Regions from separate parts of the Mus musculus genome. Here region 2 is linked to region 1. A link is a contact called in public HiChIP or PLAC-seq data. All regions are on one chromosome and are shown on one strand. Each heading gives the region's core, a stretch centred on a gene start, on an enhancer-like site or on the middle of the called end of the contact. The rest is flanking DNA. Distances are from core to core; before and after follow the strand shown. Region 1 has its middle 62 kb from the start of Gm25698. Region 2 holds the start of Egfr (epidermal growth factor receptor).

What was found. HiChIP or PLAC-seq counts read pairs in DNA pulled down with a chosen protein or histone mark.
Region 2: a contact with region 1 is called in an H3K4me3 HiChIP or PLAC-seq map of neural progenitor cells, with 51 read pairs. The contact joins the promoter of Egfr here to the enhancer-like site in region 1. A contact is called at or near these places in 3 of 39 promoter capture datasets (the 3T3-L1 cell line, liver and pre-B cells), 6 of 484 Hi-C or Micro-C datasets (the AML12 cell line, astrocytes, cerebral cortex and 2 more) and 3 of 115 datasets of contacts at active chromatin or transcription factors (astrocytes and neural progenitor cells).

What each region holds. Positions count from the first base shown.
Region 1 is chr11:16,666,957-16,674,534 of GRCm38.p6, forward strand. No RefSeq gene overlaps it. Among named protein-coding and RNA genes, the nearest start is that of Gm25698, 62 kb to the right of the region's middle. Within about 2 kb of position 3,100, at least 41 of the 459 cell types and tissues checked have an H3K27ac peak or open chromatin away from gene starts, as enhancers often do. A contact at or near this core is called in cerebral cortex, neural progenitor cells and pre-B cells, where this site is marked.
Region 2 is chr11:16,747,591-16,755,168 of GRCm38.p6, forward strand. It overlaps Egfr (epidermal growth factor receptor), which reads left to right and starts at 4,613. Exons shown (of 28, transcript NM_207655.2): 1 at 4,613-4,980. The coding sequence starts at 4,893.

The DNA.
Region 1 (7,578 bases), core at 1,850-4,349:
AATATAGTAGAACAGGGCTAAATTTGTACTATATTTTTGCATGTTGGTGTCCTGCAATATTTCTTGAAAGACTGTCTTTGGAACATAGTACTCTTAGTTTAAGAGATAAGTTGACTATATCTGGGAGTCTTTGTTTGAGCATGTCTCTGTCTGTTCTTGTTTTTGTTTGTCAACTTGACTTAAGGTAGATTAATCTGGGAAGAAAAACTTTAAGTGGGAAGATTCCTCCATCAGATTAGGTAAGTTTATGGGGCTTTTATTTATTTATTTATTTATTTAATTAATTTATTTATTTATTTTGATTAATGATTTATATGGGAGGGCTCAGCCATCTGGGGACAGTGCCAGCCCTGTGCAGGTGGTCTCAGGGTGTGTGAGAAACTAGGCTAAGCTAGCCATGGAGAGCAAGCCAGAAAGCAGCTTTCCTTCACAGTTTCTACTTTAGTACCTAACTTGAGTCTTTGCTCAATTTCCTTCCATGATAGAAGCTTAAATAAGGACTTGGCATTTTATCAAACAAAACAAACAAACAAACAAACCCAAGAATCGGGTCATCTACAGTCTACCCCATTGATGTATATTTTGTCTGTTATTTCACCAATATTCTTGATTTCCTGTACTTTTTAAAGAAATCCTGGGCATTTCAACCCCGTGTCTTCGTTCTTATTCAGTTCTGTTTTGCCATTATGGGTCTTTTACTTTCACATCTTCAATCTGTTTTACTGTCCTCGTTACAGTTTTCTGTGACTTTATTGATCTTTCATTGAATCCATAGATAAAGTTTAGGAAAAGCTGACATGCAGGCAACACTGAGTGTTCATCTCTATGAACTTGGAATAGCCTCTATTCATTCATTTAATTTCTAAATTTTATTTATCAGAATTTTATGGGATTCTTCTATCAATTTTGATAGATTTGTACTTAAAACTTTTATGTGGCAAGTGATAATGTAAATATTTCTTATTTAGGTTGTGCTTTTTTTTAACTTAAATATTCATACAATAAAATCTGATTGTGTTCCTTTCCTTTCCTGAACTCCTCCCAGAGACTCCCCATATCCTTAGTCAGCTGACTGTATGTTCTTTCTATTTTTATTTCAAATTCCACATGTTCATTGGTATTCCGAAAACCAGCTATTTTTGTATGTTTACTCTACTGTACGCACCCTTTCCATAAATGCTGATTTCTCTAATTTCTAAAATTATTTAATGTTGAAATAATCTGTATGTACAAAAAATGAAAAATTAAATTGATAGGTAGCTATCTCTTGGTTTTTTTATTTAGTTTTAGCTTGTATTCTTGTGTTAAACTGCCATAGAGAACTTAAAAAGGCTATAATATTATAATATAACAAACCAAGCGACAGATTGTACTCAGTTTACTACATCTGCTCATTTCCTTCTGTGCATCAAGATTATTACTTTTGCTAAGAATCAACTTATCTTCCACAAAAGTCCAGGATCAGCACCCACATCACCAGGATCAGCACCCACATCACCAGGATCAGCACCCACATCACCAGGATCAGCACCCACATCACCAGGATCAGCACCCACATCACAAGGATCAGCACCTCCCCACCAGGCTCCATTTTACTCTCCTCTCCATCTTATAATTTTTTCTTCCATATTTTTGTTATTTTATGAATGTTGATCACAACTCCAACTTCCTACTATTGCCTATTAAAAGCATGTGATCAAAGAATGTTTTATACTTGAAACTTATTAAATAATATGTGCTTTTTAAAAAAAGCTACTTAAAGATAGTAAAGCTGAATAGATTACACTTCCTTTCCATAGTTCTAGACTACATCTTAAATTTATTAAGTTAATATTTCAATTATAAAAGTTGATTATTTTATGTTTTTATCATAGTATTTCTCTTTTAATTCTCAGTAATTTTCATTGACCTAAAGGGTCCAGTGAACATCCTGTTGTCTTGGCTTTTTTAGGATGCCTGTCTTCTGCCTCACCACATCTTTTCACTCTTTTTACACTCCAGAATTCAGCACTACCAATGTTCACAACTTCCACAGCCTCTGAGTATTTCTTGCCTCTCACAATCCTCTGTATTTCCACTGTTGTTCCCCAACACTTCCTTCCTGCTCAAGTTTTCTCTCGCCATTTTATAATTCAACTTCTTGTTCACCACTGTCCATGGTCTCATACTAAGACATCAATTCAAACTTCCTAGACTTTTACATACATGAAACATTTTTCTGTAGATGGAAAAATCCCTGTATCAGTCAAGAAATCTCTACCCCTTGTGTCTTTGATGCATCAAAATAAAGACCCAAGCAAAAGAAATAAACCTGGGAGATCTATTTAAAAAGTACAACATGAAAATAACTCAAAACTCATTCCTAGGCACCAGAATTGATTAGCTGTGTTTTGGAATTGAATACCAAAATCACTTTTCTCAGTATTAAATTAATCTTAACAGAAATGAATGAAATAACCAAGTACCTTACCACATTCTAAATCACTGAGTCTTATTGAACTGACTGAGTGAGAATATTTTTTCCACAAATGGCTTTTTGTTCACCAGACTAGCTTTGTATTCATCTCACTAAACTAAATCCACTGAAAATAGCTTCAAATTCTGTTTAAAAGTTTAAGAGCTTGTGTGTTCAATCTTGTGTCACGCACATAAATTTGGGAAGTGATTGCAGAGCTACTATTTGGATTGTGGTATGGTTGTATGTGGCAGTTGTGTGCACAGGGCATGTTTTCCTCCTTTGTGCAGTCTTGCCTGTGGTTATTTTATAAATAGTATTCATACGCTATGCTAATGTACTTGGTGTAGGGAGAAAGAAATATTAGTTGCCTAAAATGCGAAAGCAGAGATACCACCCAGTTAAGAACTAACTCTAGGGTAAACATAAAGTCAGTTAACAGTAAGATTGAGGAAGGATGGATTTGCTACAGAGCTGAGGAACAAGAAACAGCATACAAGGAAACCACAGAACATGCCAATTGTGAGTTCTGCTATTCTAAGATGCAGGAAAAGAAAAAAACCCTGAAAGGCCAGTCCTGGCCCCTGGGATTTCCTTTTCTCTCAGTCCAAGTCTTTGGACTCCAGTCAACCCCAGCAGCTGGTATCCCAGACAAGCCTTAGTAGGTCAGGTTAAAATCCTGCCATTCCCACTCAGCCCTTCATCTGTACTCCCCACACACAGGGTCATTTCAATGAGACTTTAAGAATTAGAGCTCTGCCTATTCTCCATTTTGGGCAAGATTCATCTTTGTTTCTCAGAAGACAATGGCCGTGCTCCTTTTCCTCTTGGTTGAACTCTTGGAAACCTACAAAAAGCAGAGCATCTGCTGTGGTCCCAATTTCCTGCTGAACTCGATTTGTTCTTATTGTATACATCAACACTCCAAATGTGTCTGAAATATACTTACAGCTTGTCAATGAGGTCCATGAGCTCCATGGCTTGAATATGTGTCCCTTATAAGCTGAGTGAGTTTAGGAACTGGAGGTATGACTTAAGAACACAAAGGAAGAGGCTGGTCAGGATCAGAAACAGTGACTCAAAGCAACTGGCAGCCACTGCTCCCAGTTCCTCTTAAAGCAATTCCATGCTTCCTCTCTGGCTAACATGAGCATTCAGTTACAGAAGAAATAATTAGTGTGTTCTTAATGTATATGAAGAGTGTACATGGTGGTAGGTGTATTAAGTCACATAATACATGACCTCAGACCATAATGTATTCCAATTTATTAAAGAATATATCAGAAAATGGTATTTACTTGCTCCAGTAAATATAAATTGGCCTTTTGCTGTGTTCCAGCCTGCTGACAGATCTTCCTGTCCTTCCCTGTTTTTCTCCTACACCTTCATCAGTCTCTTGTGATTACTTTGTCCTTGGCATATTTTAGAATCCAGCCACTTTCTATCATGACTGCCATAGCTCTGCCCTATATGACATTGCCACTGTGAACTATTAACAGACTTCACAGACTGATCACATGACCTCTGTCTTCTTCCTTTATTATCTGATCCCTACATAGCATCCCAGGGCAAATCTGTTAAGATTCAAGTCACCAATGAGATACTCTTCCTCAAATTACCTCGGTGGCTTACAAACAGATTAAAACCAGAACCCAGATCTCTTTTCTCTGTGGTCTATGTGGTCTTCTCAGAGCTAGGTCACGGTTTTACTTCCAATTGTCCCTGGGTTTTTTTCCAATTGCCTTCTCTTTCTCAGCCATTCTGTTCTCTTTGCTAGTCTTCAAAGCTCTTCACCAAGTATGCTCATAAGTTAATTTTCTGTCAGCTGTAGGAACTTTCCCACCAGGAGTTTTCTTCCTTCCCATAGGCTCATGGATTATCATATCAACTCACTCGTGCCTTTCCTTTAATATCACTTCTTTATGGGGCTTTATAGACAACATAACAATCACAATCCCTTCATCAATTCCTTTTCCTTGCTTTGTTTTTCCCTCACATACTTTGATATTTTGGAATGCCAGATTTTCCCTCCAGGAATTAAAATGTAAACTTTCCTTCACTGATAGAATACCTGAGACCATGAACTTACTTGGAGGAAAGGCTCAATACATCTCATCTTTAGATGTCTCACTCTGGGACCTGGGATGGCAGCACTATGCATCAATGGTAAGTGTAAAAGGCAGAGTTAGCTGCTTGTCTTTTGAAAGAAAGATGAGCATAACGAACAAAGGTCCCAATATCCTCAGCAAAAGTATGTCTCTTAGGTCCTACCTTCTTCCTATTAGGTGTCACCTCTTAAGGGTTCTACCACCTCCCATTTGTACTATGACCTGACAGCCAAGCATTCAACATCCAAACCTTTGGGAGACACTTCTGTAAAATACATACATAACTTCTTATAGAGCAGTCTCAGTGACTGTTCTACCTCTGGTTTCTAATACAGCACTGGATCATAGGAACTATTCAATAAGGGTTATAAATAGACTCACAAAATAAACAAATGATTGAGTTCTAGAGCATAGATCACTTCATAGAATGGTCACCTGTTCTGCAGGTATTCTCTGGCATTGAGGACTGGATTTGCAAACTAACTGGCAAGGAAATATATGTATATTCCAAAATAAGGGGATCAGCACAACCAGCCTAAAGAACATCCACGATCACCTAACCTACCATTTTAGGATGAGAACCTGTAGGATCTCCGAGCCTAATAGAAGAAAGATGGGCAAGCTGCTTAGCTGGTCTAACCAAGGATGGTTCCATTAACAAAAGATAAAGAAGAAAAAAATGTGAGTTAAAAAACTGCGTTTTGAAACTGTGGTTTGAAGTTCTTAGTGATAGCTGCCTCTCTGCTTAGCATATGGTTGATTTGATTGAAGACCAAATATTTACATTTTGAGCATATAAATAATAGATACATAAATAAAAATAACGTGCAGGGCAGGTTTATATTTTTCAACATCTACTAAGGGTTCTCAGACACTTCAATACGCCCCCCCCCCTTTCTAGCCCACTGCCAAAAGGTAGGGAAAAAAAGATAGTAAATAGGACAAGGGGATGTGGACCTGTTTAGAAGTAGTTCTTTGGGGCAATTCAAATCTCCTTTGTCAGTATTCCAGCAGTCCAGTTTAGTAGTGTCAGGATACCAATAATCCAGTTCAAAAATGTCACCAAAGACAAATCAGCAATGGTAGCCTGTTCCTAAACCACGAAGCATGAGTAAGCAGGAAGGACCAGGACCAGCCAGAATTCCTGGAGTTCTCTGCCTCTCTTAATGAAGTGAGGATCGGCAAAGGTGCAAGGCTACGAAGAGTTACACAGCCAGTATGCAAGTTCACTGTCACTGTTCACTGAGTGCTTCATATCCTTTCTCCACATCATGTGTTCTCTCATGAATCTAGCCTCGGAAAAACATCATGTGAGTCTGCATCAAATTTCCACTCCAATAACTAATATATTTCCATGTATGTAACTAAGACATCCAAAAAGTATTACCTTTATTACCAGCATAATGTGATAAGTATCCCCTTTGTACCCCTAAACCAAGGATGAAGAGATGTATCAGAAGTTAAATAAACTTATTGCTTTTCCAAAGAACCCTAGTTCAGTCCCAGTACCCTCATGGTGCCTCACAACTTTTTGTAACAGACAAATACTCTTTTCTGGCTTTCATGAGCACCAAGCATGCATGCAGTGCACATCCATACATGTAGGAAAAAGACTCATATACATAAGATAAAAAGGCCACCAACAGATTGGGAAAGGATTTTTACCAATCCTAAATCCGATAGGGGACTAAGATAAAGAAGAAATACTTAAAATTATAATAATGTTCTCATGTCATTTTCACACCAATAATAATTCCATAATGAATTTTTTTAGCAAATTTCCTATTATGTGAAATTTTCCACCATTGACTTATGCATAGTTTTTAAATTGAATCAGAATGGAAACATCCAGAATGCCTGCAAGGTTCATTTTAAACCTGATTTTCTATTTGTATGTATATATTTTCTCACTTCTTCCTTCTCTTTCTCCTTCCAATCTCTTGGTTTTTTTCCTCCTTTGCTTCTGCAATTTAAAGTTCATGATTTACAAAAATTGTATATATTCTCCATTTGCTGACTGTGCCCAAATTATTAATATATATATAAAACCTCTGTAGTTCTTATGAACTGAGCACTAGACCCATATATTTTATAAACTTCAAGTTTATAAAGTTCCTTGAAAAAAATAAAATTAAATTGAAAATAGTCATCTTAGGTTTGAATTAAAATATCCAATTAGAGCATAGAGAGTGATCTCTGAAAAACATCACCAGTACAGGAGGAAGGGGAACTTGAGAGTGCAAGTCCTTCAAGGGAGGAGAATATCATCAAAGAATGGACAGAAAATCTTCTAGAAACTCTAGAGGACCCAAAGTATCAGTCCTCACAATAATCTCAGGAAGACAAGGGACAAAAACAATTTGTCTGCATAATTCCCAGTATCAGGACAGAAGGAATGAAAGGAGTTTCCCTTAAGCACATGTCTGACACCCAGTCTCTACAGGATGGGATATATATTTTTTCCCCAGAGGGGTGTCCTTACCAAGTGTAAATGAGGGTTGAAATGTTTACTAACTCTCCCAAGGAGGAACCCATGAGTGGCAGTAATAGCCAGCACCAACTATGACTATACATGAAATGATCCACCTGACAGTCACAAATGGAACATCCAGGGGAGTTTCAGGGAAAAGATCTAGACACTGAATGGCAAAGTCCCTGCTAAGAAGTGTCACTCAGGGCTGAAATCAGCAAAGTAGAAACATAAAGAACTATACAAAGAATCAACTAAACCAGGAGCTGGTTCTTTGAGAAAATCAACAAGATAGATAAACCCTAAGACAGACTAATCAGAGGGCACAGAGACAGTATCCAAATCAACAAATCAGAAATGAAAAGGAAATTGAGGAAATTTAATTTGCAAAAATAGTTAGGTCCTAATTCAAGAGCATATATTCAATAAAAATGCAAAATCTGGATGAAATGGACAACTTTTCAAACAGATACCAAATCCCAAAGTTAAATCAGGATCAGATAAATCATGTAAAAAGTCCTATAACCCTCAAAGGAATAGAAGCA
Region 2 (7,578 bases), core at 3,363-5,862, 82 kb after region 1:
TTGTGAAGAGAAATATGTTTTTCTAACCCACTTCTCTAGTGGATGGTCTAAGACACATTGACTCTTTACTTTGTTCAGCAGCTTGCCTTATTACGCTTCATGAAATTACCCCCCCGCCCCCCCCCCCCGATCTTAGCTACAAAACAGTTTTGTGTCAGCATTTTCCCTCATGGGATGGTCACTCAGTCAGGTGACCCAACAATAATGAACACAAGGCCCAGAAAAGCAGCAGAGCCTGCTATCCTAAGGCTAAATGTCAGCAGGGATCATCTGTGGGTAATGACCCTTGGGTTCACAGGACAAAATTCTAAGTGTGTAAAGGGACAAACAATGAAAAAATAACTCTCCCTCTAACCCTCAACACCCAGCAGCTCCCTTGATGCAAATTGTCACCAGATTCTTGGGTATCCTTAAAACACATCCATAAAAATATTATATGCTTATATATACTTTTAAATGAAAACTTTAGAAGAGCACATCTTTTCATAATTTTAGAATTTGACTCATAATTTCCCTTAGCATTTACTGTTCCTATGAGGAAAAAAAACCAAAAACCCTCCTGAGAAATACATTATACTCTGGAGTCAGCCCACTCCATTCTTAGCGAGGTCCAGAATTTGCTTTTTAAGATGTCTGCAAACTTTGAGATCTGTTCTTCTGCTTTGTTTTTCCTCCCTCAGATTCACTTGAAGACACAACTTGTCTTTCTTCCCATGACATCCGAGAATTCTGGAAAATCAATTTCATGTCACTCTTAGAGAAGAGTAAACTCCTATTCAACATACCACACTCAAAAGCCTCTAATGTAGCCATTTGTCAGAAAAATTGCTTGTTAGTGTATGTGGCAGAGAATAAACATCTTGTTGTGTAATGATGGACACACTGTAGGTAAATTAATTAATTAATTAATAAAAATTTAAAATGTGGTCTTGGTAGGCTGGCAGAAATGACTTCTTTTGGAAAGAACAGAGGAGCCTTGCATAGCCAGAGCTTTGCACACAGGCCCTGTGGAGAGTAATTGAAGGAACTACTTGGTACTTCCTACACTCGGTATGGGTAACCCAGATGAAATACTCTGTGTTACTACACCATTCTGGAGGGGCAGCAGCACTCCAGACTCTGCTGAACTCCGGTGAGATGTCAGTATATCTGATGATCCGTGTGCCAACTTATTTGTTTCTATCTTATTATGGACAGGTGACGTTGTTGTTTAGAGAGGATAAAGAACTCTCTGAGTCCTTGCTGAATGTTGGCACACATTTCATCTGGGTTACCCATACCAAGTGTAGGAAGTACCAAGTAGTTCCTTCAATTAATTTCCACAGGGCCTGTGTGCAAAGCTCTGGCTATGCAAGGCTCCTCTGTTCTTTCCAAAAGAAGTCATTTCTGCCAGCCTACCAAGACCACATTTTAAAATTTTTATTAATTAATTAATTTATTTATTTATTTATTTTGGTTTTTCAAGACAGGGTTTCTCTGTATAGCCCTGGCTGTCCTGGAACTCACTCTGTAGACCAGGCTGGCCTCAAACTCAGGGATCCTCCTGCCTCTGCCTCCCAAGTGCTGGGATTAAAGGCGTGAGCCACCACGCCTGGCTCAAGATCACTTTTATTTAACATAAGCATCAATAACTCTAGTACTTGCCAATGAGTACAAATTCATCCTGACGTTACTCTTCACAGTTAAAGCCCAGAAGATTACACAGTGCATGCAGAAGATCCTCATGTAGGTGACCAAAAGGGAAGCATATTTCATAGAACCTCTCCTAGTTTTGTGCTCTGTAACTTCAGTGTCACTGATCTCTTGGTGATGATCTTGAGGAGGCTTTGTTTCTAGGAGGCGGATTGTAGTTGGGTCACACTGAAGGATGTTCTATCATGGGGCCATATTGAGGGATGTTCTAGTAACTGCCAGAAGGTCACACCAAGGGTTATTCTAACCATCAGCGTATGAGTGCTGTTGCTTCTTAACATAGAGAGAATCTTGACTATTCTTAAAAATCAGTTGTAGCTATCATTATCATTTCTACTTTACTATGTGTTCATTATGACTTGTGCCACTGACCATATCCCTTGATAGAAAATACATTTTAAGCCAGAGTTCCAGTCCTGGAAACATGAACATGGGAATCATCACTGTCTACAGACTTTTAAAAACTCATCTCCAGGCTGGTGAGATGGCTCAGTGGGTAAGAGCACCCGACTGCTCTTCCGAAGGTCCGGAGTTCAAATCCCAGCAACCACATGGTGGCTCACAACCATCCGTAATGAGATCTGACTCCCTCTTCTGGAGTGTCTGAAGACGGCTACAGTGTACTTTCATATAATAAGTAAATAAATCTTAAAAAAAAATTAAAAAAAAACTCATCTCCATCTTCATTTTGTGTTCTACTGTTATATTTCTTGCTTGGCTTTTTCTAATCACCCCTTATTATTGTATTACTTTAAAAACTGCCCTAAGTTCCTATTTGGAACATACAGCAGAAAACTGACACCTAAGCTCCCCTCCCACATATGTCCCTGGGAAGTAGGTACAAAAATCTCGGAAACAGTAAAATTTTTCTGAATGTGCAATAATAAAAGTTTAATCCAGAAATTCTAAACACACTAAGGTGTTTCTGGCAGAGCTTCACAGTGCTGCATTGCACTTCACAGTGGTCTTGCTTCTATACACACATTATTCACTCTTTGCTCTGTGCATGCTGTTACACCGTGGAGTACCAAGAAGTGCTGCATCGAAACTCAGTTCAGATGCAAGACTACCATATGGTATGGCTGCAAAAGTTTTACTTATCACATACAATTGTCTTCTCTTATAGAATAATAATGTCATAATACAGAGAACAAGACATTTTTAATATTCTCCTACCATCATTCCTTAGCATAGGAGCTTCAAATGAGTATGTTTGGTTATGTTTGGATTATATTGTGTTTGAATGTTTAATATTTAAAATCAATGTCTTAAGTCTCTTTATAAAAAGGTAACAGAATTTTAACATAGGATTAGGATGAAATTTCCAAGATGACCCTAAATATATTTTTTCTGTTTCATGCTTTGAGAATTGTAAATCAAAATATTAATTAACTCTGAACAATATTACAGATGTTCTACATTCCACAGCTTCAAGTACTCATTCAAAACCTAATTTTTTGTAACAATAAACAAATCAATCTCATTGGTATGCAAATTTGCCTTAATCTTTAGTAAGTGGTAAAGTCATATATATGCCAAAAATTATCTTAACATTGCATTAGGATCTACCATTAGTCGATGTCTGATTTGAACACCTATTTTATATAAAATCCCAAGATTACATAAAAAGCATCTATGAAAAGAGGTTGCCCGTGGGAAAAGTTTAAGAAACCCCGCTCTACTTCTCAGTGAAGGTCTCAGGTTGTGATGAGGGTCCCTGCACAGGCTGGGTGACGTGTTCCCATTCAAGACGCCACCTACAAAACTTGGGCAGCAGCCCTGACTTTGCAGGGTGCGGACGAAAAGTCCGGAATGCCTCCTTTCTGGCTGCATGGAAAAAGCTGGACTGAGCCTCACTGGTTAGCCATGACTTCTGCTAACAAGGACACCCACAGCAAAGGGGCCTAAATTAGGGGACCAAGTGATTTTGTGAAAAACTCAGAGACTTTGGATTGAATGGAAGCAGGGGACATTCCTCTGATAGCTAAGAAGTAGGGACATTGGTTGGTCTTTGCTGAAGGAATTTAGTTGTGGGTCCTGAAGTTCAGGGACACATTTCTACTGGTCAAATTCTAAGTGAACTTACTTGGCAATTTGCCTCCTGATGTGCGGCAGGGCTAGCTGAGGTCACTAGAGGATGCTAACTGCTCTAAAGATTTGTTCACTGCTGTTATGTCAAGTCTCTGCTTTTGTGGAGGAATTTGCCTCATGTGTACGTTGCTTTGCTTTTCAAGCACTCCAGACTGGCTCCAGGTGTAGAAAATGCCATGTTCTTCAACATGCATGCTTTCATCCAGCAAATATACTGAGGCCCTTCTAAGTGTCAGGAGTTGGCTGCCCTTCTTTCAGAAGACATGGAGGGTTCTTGATGGGATCTGAAGGACCCTTGGACTTCTTAGTGCCACTTCAGACTTGAGGCACCCGCCTCTGCCTGTGCTGTTGGAAACTGCTGCCAAGTCAGCCTGACCCTTCTGAGATCCTGGAGAAGTTATGGAGAATACGTGAACAGCGTCCCCACCTGTGTTATTCTCCAACCTGTGCTCTGTGGTTGGACAGTTTGTAACCGAGGTGGTCCAGAGTTGTTTGGTTAATTGAAAGAAAGGAAGGAAGAAGGTGGGAGACAGAGGGAAGGAAGGAGGGGACCCTGGCATAGATTGGCTGGACTTCCTAGGTCCTGAAATGCAGCGGAGCGGAGTCCCCTCAGAAATTAACTCCAAAGGCCACCCACTGACCCGCTGCACACAGCCAGAACTCGCCCCCAGAGCCTTGTCTAGTGGTGGCCAAGGCCATCCACCACCACCTTCCGGTCACTGCCTGCTTTCGATCCTCGCGGAGAGCGCTTCCTCTCTCCTGACATTCTCCTCCTCTTCGCTCCTCTGGATCCCTCCTCCTTCTTTAGTCCCTCCTCCTCCCGCCCAGCCTCCCCCAGTCCCGACCCGAGCTAACTAGACGTCTGGGCAGCCCCAGCGCAACGCGCAGCAGCCTCCCTCCTCTTCTTCCCGCACTGTGCGCTCCTCCTGGGCTAGGGCGTCTGGATCGAGTCCCGGAGGCTACCGCCTCCCAGACAGACGACAGGTCACCTGGACGCGAGCCTGTGTCCGGGTCTCGTCGTTGCCGGCGCAGTCACTGGGCACAACCGTGGGACTCCGTCTGTCTCGGATTAATCCCGGAGAGCCAGAGCCAACCTCTCCCGGTCAGAGATGCGACCCTCAGGGACCGCGAGAACCACACTGCTGGTGTTGCTGACCGCGCTCTGCGCCGCAGGTGGGGCGTTGGAGGAAAAGAAAGGTAAGGGCGTGTCCCACCGGCCCGCGCCCCCTGCGAGCTAGCTCGCCCAGTCCCAACCTCCGCTCGGGACTCTAAGTCCCCAGCCGCCCGCTCCTCCTCTTCTGGCTCCCAAAGGCGGCCGGGACCATAGGAGGAACTGGACGGAGTCTGGAATGGGCGAGACTGGGGCCGCCGAAGGAAGGGAGACTGGGCTAGGAGCAGAGGGGCTGCCAGGGCAGCGTGGGAGCCGCGGCTGTGCGCTCCGGGGCTCTTGACTGCTGCCAACTTAGTTGCCTCACTTTCCTGCGCTCAGTAGGCGTTCGGAGCAGAAACGTGGTGCGGGACAGCGCGGGACGCCGGGCATTGGCGCACGTGCGCCCAGTACTGTCAGGGAGAGCGGAGGGACCCCGGATCCTCAAGCGGGTCGGGTGTGTCCCACCCGCTCAGTGTGAGAGTTGAGGGACTGGAGTGCGAACCAACGCGCCCCTGGTCAAGGTCGGAACCTCTGAGACGCGCGGTTTCCTGAGCGCGGTTTCCCTCAACTCCTCTCTTCTCCAGCAGGGTACTCTCAGGACCTGGTAGCCTGAGTCCCAATGTAGCTTGCAGATTTCTGGCTTGCCCTTTCGCGGGTGTGTAGTTGCAGCAATGACCTGGAAGTGTGGAGATCTCTCTGTCACTAACCACCTAGGACTTCTGGGAAGAGATGGTGTTAGTGGTCATTTGCTTCTTCACTAGGAAAAAAAAAAGGAGGGCGTGGGGGTGGCGGGTGGGGTGGGTCGATTCCGCCTCTTAGGCATAGAGCATGCCAGAGACTTGCCAGGCTAGGTGCACTGGTTGGGGACCAAGGCTCCATGCCAGATTGGAGCTAGCGTTGCGGGGTGGCTACTTCCCCTGGGATCCCTGAATTTGCCCTTTCCCAGAAGCTTGGGCTGCTGCAGCATCACTTGCCTTTGCAATGGATGGCTGACCTCCTTGTGACAGCTGGGCCCTTGGGTGTAGTGCACCCTTGGTGTTTCAAAATGAGGCCGGTAGCAAACTTTCTTACTTGTTAGCTGAGACGTTCCCTCTTGGGTTTCTTTTTCTTTTCTTTCCTTCCACACCCCTCCCCCCCCCCAAGTGATTGATATTTGGCCAACTAAAATATAACCCCTAATTAAAAAGAAACATTGATGTCCATGGATCACACATGCCAACTGTCCAGACGGAACATGAACAAGTCTGGCTTCATGACTATCCGACCATAAACCCACTTGACACGAGAAACATGCCTCGGAAGGTTTAATTGCACAATTTCAAAATCCAGCCGCTCGGGTTCCAGGAGTCAGGTCTGCACTTGCTGTTGATGTCATCCGCATCCAAGTTGGACTTGGGGGTTGGTGCTCCGTGCACTTTTGTTGGAGGGGGTGTAAGGCTCAGTTTCCCAAACTTAACTACACAATGAAATCATTTGGGTTTAAAAATCAACAAGCAAAACAAACTACACCCCTCCTCCGTTGTTTAGCTACCACTCCATACACTCAGATTTCACGGGTCGATCTTGAGAATTAGAATTTTCAAAACTCTTGTAGCATTTGATTTGAGACTCGCTAGCATAAATGAAAAATTGATAACATCTAAAGGAAGACTACCACGACGGTTCTAACGAGCAGGAGTCTGGGAAATCTTGCAGTACAGGAAATAGCAGGGATAAAGTCGGTAAAGAGGGCTTGCTTTTTTCACAGATGGGATGGAGCACTGTGGAGCTTTTCTCCTACCTTCCTTAGCTGAAGGGCTCCAGGCCCCATCGGTCAGTTGCCTGGCATCTGTGCCTACCCATAGGACTCCCTCCCCTAGTTTTCAGTTTCCCTTAGAGCCCCTGTAGAACACCAGTTGTCTCAGCTTAACTCTGTGTTTCTTCGCTGTTAGGTGTTACTGTTATGAACACTGTTAGTGGTTGGAGATTTGTTTTCGGTTAAATAAAAATGCCACTTCATCTGTCTGTTTGTATGATATTCACTTAAAGCCAAATGCTTCTGGGTGTAGCAGGAAAGGTAGCAAGCAAATATTTATCTGTCAAAGTAACGTAAAAAGGCTAAGTTCTAAAGGACAGATTATTGAAAACGTGAGACACCCTTTCTGCAACAGGCTGATAAAAGATTTGTTTGTTTAATTGGTCAGTTTTGTTCCAGACTGGCTCCCTTAGTTGAGGTAGGGTGTTTATCCTTCCCTCCAAATCTATGGTACCATATGTAAATGTCATCAAAGCAGAAGACAGTTAGACTCTGTTTTCAGTGCATTGTCAGTCCTCACATTGCATGTAGTGAGAGGTGATTCTCATCATCTGTTTGGGGAACCTATGCACAGAGAAGTGTAGTGATTTTCCCCCATAGCTGTTAAGAAGTGATGCCAAAATTGATTCAAGTTCCTTCCACCTCCAAACTACACTACCTTATTGTAGGAGGACCAGGCTAGGTTAGGTGTGTAAATGACTCAGTTCTGATGCTAGAAGGATAAGGACCAGGAAACAGGCATTTGAAAAATCAGTCCCCATCTGAAGCTTGCTTGTTTAGTGGCCTACTTTCCTGTTCATGGATGCTGTGGTCTCCTGGGTTGCCTTTGATGGGGGCAATGTTGTCACTA